2 separate regions of the Macaca mulatta genome follow, and region 1 is linked to region 2. Evidence: chromatin contacts called from public Hi-C data. All regions are on one chromosome and are shown on one strand. The core of a region is the stretch at or near the end of the contact, and the rest is flanking DNA. Distances in the headings are between cores, read along the strand shown. Region 1 holds the start of AASDHPPT (aminoadipate-semialdehyde dehydrogenase-phosphopantetheinyl transferase). Region 2 holds the start of MSANTD4 (Myb/SANT DNA binding domain containing 4 with coiled-coils).

Region 1 (3,332 bases), core at 502-3,001, 54 kb before region 2:
AGTACATAAAACATTTGGTATGTACTGATGTCTGCCAAAGATACAACCACACTACGTGTAAAAGTATTTTTTTTTTGGTTTCTAAAATTTTCATTTTTAAAACTTTTCAAAATACTTAAGGATTAAACACACGTTAATTTAAACTTAACCAATGCTTAAGTAGATAACAAGTTAAAGCCCGCCTTAACAATTCCCTCTCCTTTGCTAGCGACCAAAGTTAACAGCTGGCATCCTGTCAGTCTCTTCTGGATTTAAATATATGTGCATTTACATGTTTTTGCTAACTCTACATATAAACACAAACATGAGATTATACTTATGTAGTATTCTGCCACATATAAGCTTTTAAATTTATAAGTATTGGGAATTATTTTATGTCTGTACACATCCGTCTGGTCCATGCAGTTTTAACTGTAGCATATTTCATAATATTATTTCCCCTTTATTGGACATTTTAGGCTCGCTCTAGACTTGCTGTCATAAACAACTCTGCAGTGACAGCCGTCCTGTATCTACATCTGCGCATATGTATTTCCAGATCCCATATATTGATCACCCAGCTTCAACGATTAGCAAGGCATGACCTATCTTGTTCTGCTCTCTCCCACCTCCAAATATTATTTTTTAAATAATTACTAAACACACACACACAAAAAAAGCAAGAATATAAGATGACAAAGTATGTATTTTTAAAAATATCTTTCAGGTTTTTTTCTTCTTCAATTCTAACACTGACTTTTAAAAACTGCAGGCTTTTAAAAGTAGTTCATTTCACAATTCCTTACAAATTATAAGTGTAAAAAATTTTCACCAATGTGCCTTATAATTATCAACTAGTCAACATTTCAAACAGAAAGGTGTTTCAATATGGGACATTTTTAAGAAAGGACTGTCTTTTAAATGATGGTAATTCACGGTTGTTTCAAATTGCACCATATTGTAGAGATTATTTGTTTGGAAATCCCGTTTTCCATTTGTTGCTTCAAAATAATAGCTAAAATAAATCTACGTAAAATACTGTTTCCCATGGCATCTAGTGAGGAAGGTATCCTCTCCGGCTTCAGGTTCATTGGCTTCAATCCCGTGAAGCGCAGGGCTACGAACTATATCATACTGTCAATAATTTCTAGGGCCTACCACGTGCAGGGAGTCCTCGGAGAATGGTGGGATATTTAACAGGCAGAATAAGCATGGGTTATGAACCCACGCAAAGAAAAAAAATAACATTTAAAGATAAAGACATAAAAACATTCATTACAGAAAAACACAATTTTGTCGGCCTTCCTTACACTTATTTCACAGTTTAGGAGGGTCTCCATTTGAAATAACAGGGGAAAAGAAAGAATTTTTACAGCCATCGCGGCCTCCGAGGCGGTTACAAAGGCCGTGGAAACCAGGCCGTGCGTCGCCCGCAACTCCGCAGCGCCGGCTGCTGTCGCCCGGACCGGCCACGGGCTCCACAGCGAGAAGGTCGCCGCCAGCGCGAGAGTGTGGGGTCTCCACAGCCCGGCCCGCCTCCCCCAACATCTGCTTCCTAGGCTGTAAATACCAAAAAAGACCTGTAGTACCATGGCTGCCTTAGCGTCCCGGGCAAAGACGAACTGGCCAATGCGCTCCTTCTCCTCGGGCTGAATCGATCGCACTGCCAGCAGCCATTCGGCTCGACTAGGCAGCCAAGTGCCGCAGGAAAAGGCCCAGCGCACGCCCTCCATGGATGGCACCAAGCAGAACCGTTTGGCAGGGAAAACCATACACTGCAAGCAGACCTCGCCGTTACCTCGGGCCTGATGGCGCGGTCGCAAACGTGGCCCCACCCCCTTCTTCCCGGCGTCCGTGCGCAGGGGGCGGGACGTCGCTACGCAGATGGGCACGTGGCCCACCGACAGCCCTCCCAGCCCGCCCCCAGCTCAGCCACCTCCTCTCGGAGAAAGCAGCTGGGGGCGGAGACGGAGATCAGCTCTGCGCTTTGCGGCATTGTATGACGTCACGTAGGCGTGGCTTCGGAGGCGCGCAAAGGGCGGGACCAAGGCCAAGAGCCCGGCAGTTACGCCACTCACACTTGCGGAAGAGTTGACGGGACAGCGGTGCAGGCCAATCGCAACCAGTCCTCTGGAGGCAGGGAGACTGGGGTGGAGACTTCGGAGACTGCAGTTGCAGGTGGGTGAGCTCCGGGGTCTGAGGGAGGAGTGGGATCGTAGCCCTTATTCTCGGGGTCTGGGTTGGCCCCTGTGGCCCACAGAGAAGAGAATGTCCTTGGCTTCAGCTGCTTCGTGTACGGGGCACGAGAGATTTCCACCTCTAGGAGGGGGTCTGCAGTGATGCCCCCTGGAGTTGTGCAACGCGGCAGCCCTGAGTTGCTTCTTTCCCTACCCCCATCCCCATCGGCCTAACACCCACCCTCACACAGTATGTTCCCGACCCTTAGCAGCAGGCAACCTGAAACCCTCCCTCCGAAGGCCGAGCCGAGGCACTACCCCCAGTGCGGGACTCCGACCCCGCCTGAATCAGAGGCTGCCAGCGAGCAGCTGGGCTAATGCTGGCTTTTTATTTGGGGCGATGAAGCGACCCAGGTGCTGTTTTGCTATTGCCAAGCCTGGGCTACAGCCCTAGCGAGAAAACAGGATTCCATTGTTGAGGCATCAGTGTTTCCATCATGACAAGAGGTCCTTGCTCTAGCCGCAGAAACAAGTAAATAACTTTACTCAGTTATTTTCTCAGACTTTGCGAAGGGTCATATTGATGTATGTCTGTTTCCTTAGTTGTTCCGTGTAGGCTGTTGTTGACTCTCGTATGAAAGCCCACGCGATCCAAGTGCCCTGCAGGTTTTGGTCCAGGGAAAAGTTGGTCTCTGCAGATGACTGTAAATGACTACCTGGAGGTCGATTAAAGTGCAGTACTGCGGGATTCAGCCGATTTCCTTCTTCCTCTGACTGCCCGGAAATATCAGCCAAAGGCCAGCGGTACTAATTAACACAATTACCTGCCTATGATTTCTGTCCTATTTAAGATGGGTTCTATTATGTTTTTATCCATACTTGTCTTCATTAACTTTTCGTGATATCATAAGCCCCCCAAATCCCTCGAAAGTAGATGGGATTCTGAGCACACACACACACAAATTCAGATCCCCAAAGGACAGTAAAATGAATTATTGGCTTAATATATCATCTTAGCTAACCAAAAGCCTGTGTCAGCTGCCATATTGAAAATCTGGTTACCAGCTGCAGGGAGCTTACAGTCTGGTAAAGCAAATAAATCATATGCATAAAAAGTACAATAAGAGACAGTGTAAAGGTATGTAAATAATACTAATACCCATATCAGCAATGATC
Region 2 (3,638 bases), core at 787-3,286:
GCAAAGAGACTGAAGTTAATTGGGGAAAGCTTAGAGTTCATGATATGAAAGCAAAAGTTTGTTAATACTGATTTACCATTCTTGTCCCCGTTACTGAGGTAAATAAACAGATTCAAGTGGTGGACAGGCTCTGAACAGAACTGATAAGTGTCTGGTTAAGATGGGGATAGCTAGTTCTCTTACTTTTTCACTGTACTCATCAAAAACAAACAAACAAACAAAAAAAAACAAAAACCACCCACCACAAACAAAATCCAAAATTATAAAATACAACTTGTATTTTTCCCAAAATTACAAAAGTTTCTTTTGATCTACATAGGCAAAACTATAGACATGCTTCTTTGACAAGCATGTCTATGCTTACTGACAAAGTCGTAAGTAACAATCTGTAAGGTTAAACCGATCATTACATTTTAAAGAGCATATTTCATAATTACTTCCTATTTTATGAGAGAGTTCCTCCAAGAATATCCAGCAAGGATTCACCATTCGTCCACAATATTCCACCATTTATTTACCAAATCTTTTTTGAGTGTCTGTTACATTCTAGGCACTGCGTTATTCATAACGGTGAACAAGAAAAGCCCCACCCACATAAAATATGTGATAAGAGCTGTCAGAGGAAAGGCCGTGATGAGAGCTCGCTGAAGTAGGCTTGCAGATTTAGTAAATAAAAATTTTTATTTTTAAAAATTTAGCAAATAAACATATGGATACCAAATATTCCACTGGACAGATTAAAAATTATTTGCTTTTAACCTGAACTTCAAATTTAACTGAGCGTCCTATTTTTATCTGGCAAACCTACATGGAAGGGAAAGCTTGGAAGTGGAGGGAGGATGAATGGAGATAATTCTGGAAGCCTTCCTTTAGAAAGGAATTTCTAAAATGAATGCTAGGCATAGCGGAGAAACAGGGAGAAAACACAATAATGCCAACTGCCTTCCTAGGCCACTGTAGAGTTCAGGAACTGAAAGAAGCAAAGGGAATGGGGTAAGGAAGAAGAAAAGTGGGTATGATGTTGAGAGATGAAGCTTGAAGGAAAAGTAAGTGCCTTATTTTTCAGGTTCGATAAGGAGTTTGTACTGTATCACCAGTGGTGAGATTCCACTAAAAAACTTTAAGCAGCTCATTTTGGCTACAAGGTGAAGAATGAACTACAGTCCGGCACACAGGATGTTGCGAGACCAGTTAGGAGGCTATTGATGGAATTCAGGTGACTCCACAGAGGCCTGGACAGAGTCAGCGGAAAGAAAGGTGCACTAGTCACGAACACCTGAACGTGAGACGGCAGAAAATAAGCAACTGCAAACTTGAATATAGAGGAGGACTGGGAGAGACGAAAGCAGAAGCACGTATTTGGGGAAACAGTGAAGAATGGTAAAAAAAAAAAAAAAAAAAAAAAAAAAAGAAAAAAAAGAAAAAAAAATCAAATGTCTTCTGAGAAGTATAGCATGATAAGGACTGAGAAGTGACTCCTAGATTTAGCCATATGGAAGTCATCAGAGACCTTTGGCACGGGCAGTCTTAGAGGAATGGCTGAGGCCAATTAGGTCGCAGCCTGGTCGAGGAGGTGATGCTGGTCTAGGAACCCGACTGGAGCAGCACGCGGTTCCCACTTCTTCTTTGCCCTTTTAACAGGTGAAGGTCAAGGACAAGAGACTAGTTGCAGATGCAGCGGCCAGTGCCCCAATCAGTTGGAACAGCGCAGCAAGCGGATCACTAGGAGCCAATCCCTTCCTAGAGTCCACTTGACTGACAGAGCCGCGCACCACAGACGGAGCGCAGAGAGGGAGGTGAATCACGAGGGGGCGGAATTCCAGGGCACTAACCCGGAACCGGTTTGGGACTTGATTCCCATTGTGAGGCCAGGCCTGGGGCGGGCTCTCAGCCAGAATGGCAACATCCTTCTAGCCAATGGATGAGCCTTACCAAATGAGCGGCAGCCACATCAGCCAATGGGTGGTAGGAGATGGGCGGGCGCAGTCAGTGGGCGGGGTATCAATGAAGCATCTTTTTTCCAACCCCCCCTTGGGGCGACGGTGGGGAGGTGCCGCCGGGGTCGCAGGTGAGCGGATCTGTGCCTGAGGAGGGGGCCAGGGAAGCGGTGGCTCCGTGACCAGTGGGTGCCCTAGCAGTGGGGAGGGGCCCGGAGGGGTCAGCGGCAAGTGGCCGCAACGCTTGCTGCCGGGTTTGGTCCGAGGGCTGCGGCGTAGCGGGACTGCACGCTCGGGAGCAGTGCCACGCGCGTCTGTCGCCTGACCGGGGAGGCTAGGGAGGGCCCAGGCCACGGAAACAAGATTACAGAAGTTTCTGGGCACTCAGTCGGGACTCTCATTTAATATCCAGAGAGGAAATCTTCCAGGTTGCCCCGACTCCTACCCGGACTCCTACCAGCAGCAACCGCATCGTTGTGGCCGAGGCAGGTGCGCGCCCCTGCTCCCCTGGGTGGCTTTCCGGGAGCCCAGTCTAACTCGATTCTTCCCAGAGGCTGTTTTTGGACAGTCCCAAAGGAGGCAGCGGGAGGGAGGTGAAAGATACTTTGATAACCGTCGACCCTGGAGTAAACTTGTTATGTACCTACCACGAGTTTTAGAGAAGAACATCGTTTTTGGCAGGGGAGTGAATCCCCTATAAGAATATAGGGGAAAGTCACACTTTAAAGAGAATTGGGGTAGGGTTGATATGTAGATTTGTGATGCTTTTCTTCTTGAACTGCTTAGCTAATTTACCCTCAATTTTTTTTGATCCGTAACTTACCGTCTGGTTTTCCTCAGACTTCTTAATTCTGTCTTATCATGAAGTATCTAGGAACTTCGTTCTCAAGTTTTAGTGCTTGTAAAAAGTTGCCTGGTTATATTACGCCATTGGCGGTGCGTCATCTTCACAAAGATTACGGGTTAAGTGAACTTACATCTCATTCCTATTTCCAACCAGTAAAGAACGATTGTGAAATGGGATTTTAGAAAATGGCTGTTCTCTGTGATTGGGCATGGAAGGTTTGTAAGTTTTAGAGACTGCAGCTGTTGAATCCTTTCTGCTATGAGAGTGATGACAGCCAATACAAAAGGGATAGTGTTTGACATCTAAAATGACATATTTTCACATTTTTTGAGGTGTTATATCCCCAGCACCAAAAATAGTGCCTGCCACGCAGTAGGAGCTCAATAAGTATTTTTTGAGGAAATTACTGGGGAATGAATGGATGGTAGAAACCCCAAGCTTCTGTTACTTGGATACCAACATATAAAGGAGAGGACAGAAAGACAAACATTTCTAGAAATGGCTTTTATCCAGGTAAGCATATCTAGAGAACTTCAGCAACTCCAGATGCATCAGTGCTGGCACTTTCTTGCACTTAATCAGAAAATATCAAGGTTTTAGAAGAAGATTTTCACACAATTAAGCCAAAACTGGATATCTAAGGTGCATCCCAATATCAATTTCAGTCAGGTTAAAAAGGTATTAAAGCCCATTTTATTAAATGAAATAGTTCATCAGTTCAGAATAGGTCAGTTAGGGACAACAGGATACCACTTTGTAAGTTAGAGGTATGGAGTTAGGAACTGTTGGTAAAAAATAGGCCCTGCCAATAGCAACAGCTGCTGCCAAATTTTAAAAATATATTGACTCAGTGG

The links. Hi-C and Micro-C count contacts between places; a contact is called where the count stands out from the background.
Region 1: a contact with region 2 is called in a Hi-C map of fetal cortex germinal zone, with 3 times the contacts expected there. The contact joins the promoter of AASDHPPT here to the promoter of MSANTD4 in region 2. A contact is called at or near these places in 4 of 14 Hi-C or Micro-C datasets (cortical neurons, fetal cortex germinal zone, fetal cortical plate and 1 more).

The regions. Positions count from the first base shown.
Region 1 is chr14:106,924,770-106,928,101 of T2T-MMU8v2.0, reverse strand. It overlaps AASDHPPT (aminoadipate-semialdehyde dehydrogenase-phosphopantetheinyl transferase), which reads right to left and starts at 1,751. Exons shown (of 6, transcript NM_001171189.1): 1 at 1,569-1,751. The coding sequence starts at 1,751. It overlaps KBTBD3 (kelch repeat and BTB domain containing 3), which reads left to right and starts at 2,048. Exons shown (of 4, transcript NM_001260755.1): 1 at 2,048-2,157; 2 at 2,760-2,960.
Region 2 is chr14:106,871,134-106,874,771 of T2T-MMU8v2.0, reverse strand. MSANTD4 (Myb/SANT DNA binding domain containing 4 with coiled-coils) reads left to right here and starts at 2,036. Exons shown (of 3, transcript NM_001194188.2): 1 at 2,036-3,297. LOC144334600 (a long non-coding RNA gene) reads right to left here and starts at 1,753. Exons shown (of 3, transcript XR_013404563.1): 1 at 1,511-1,753.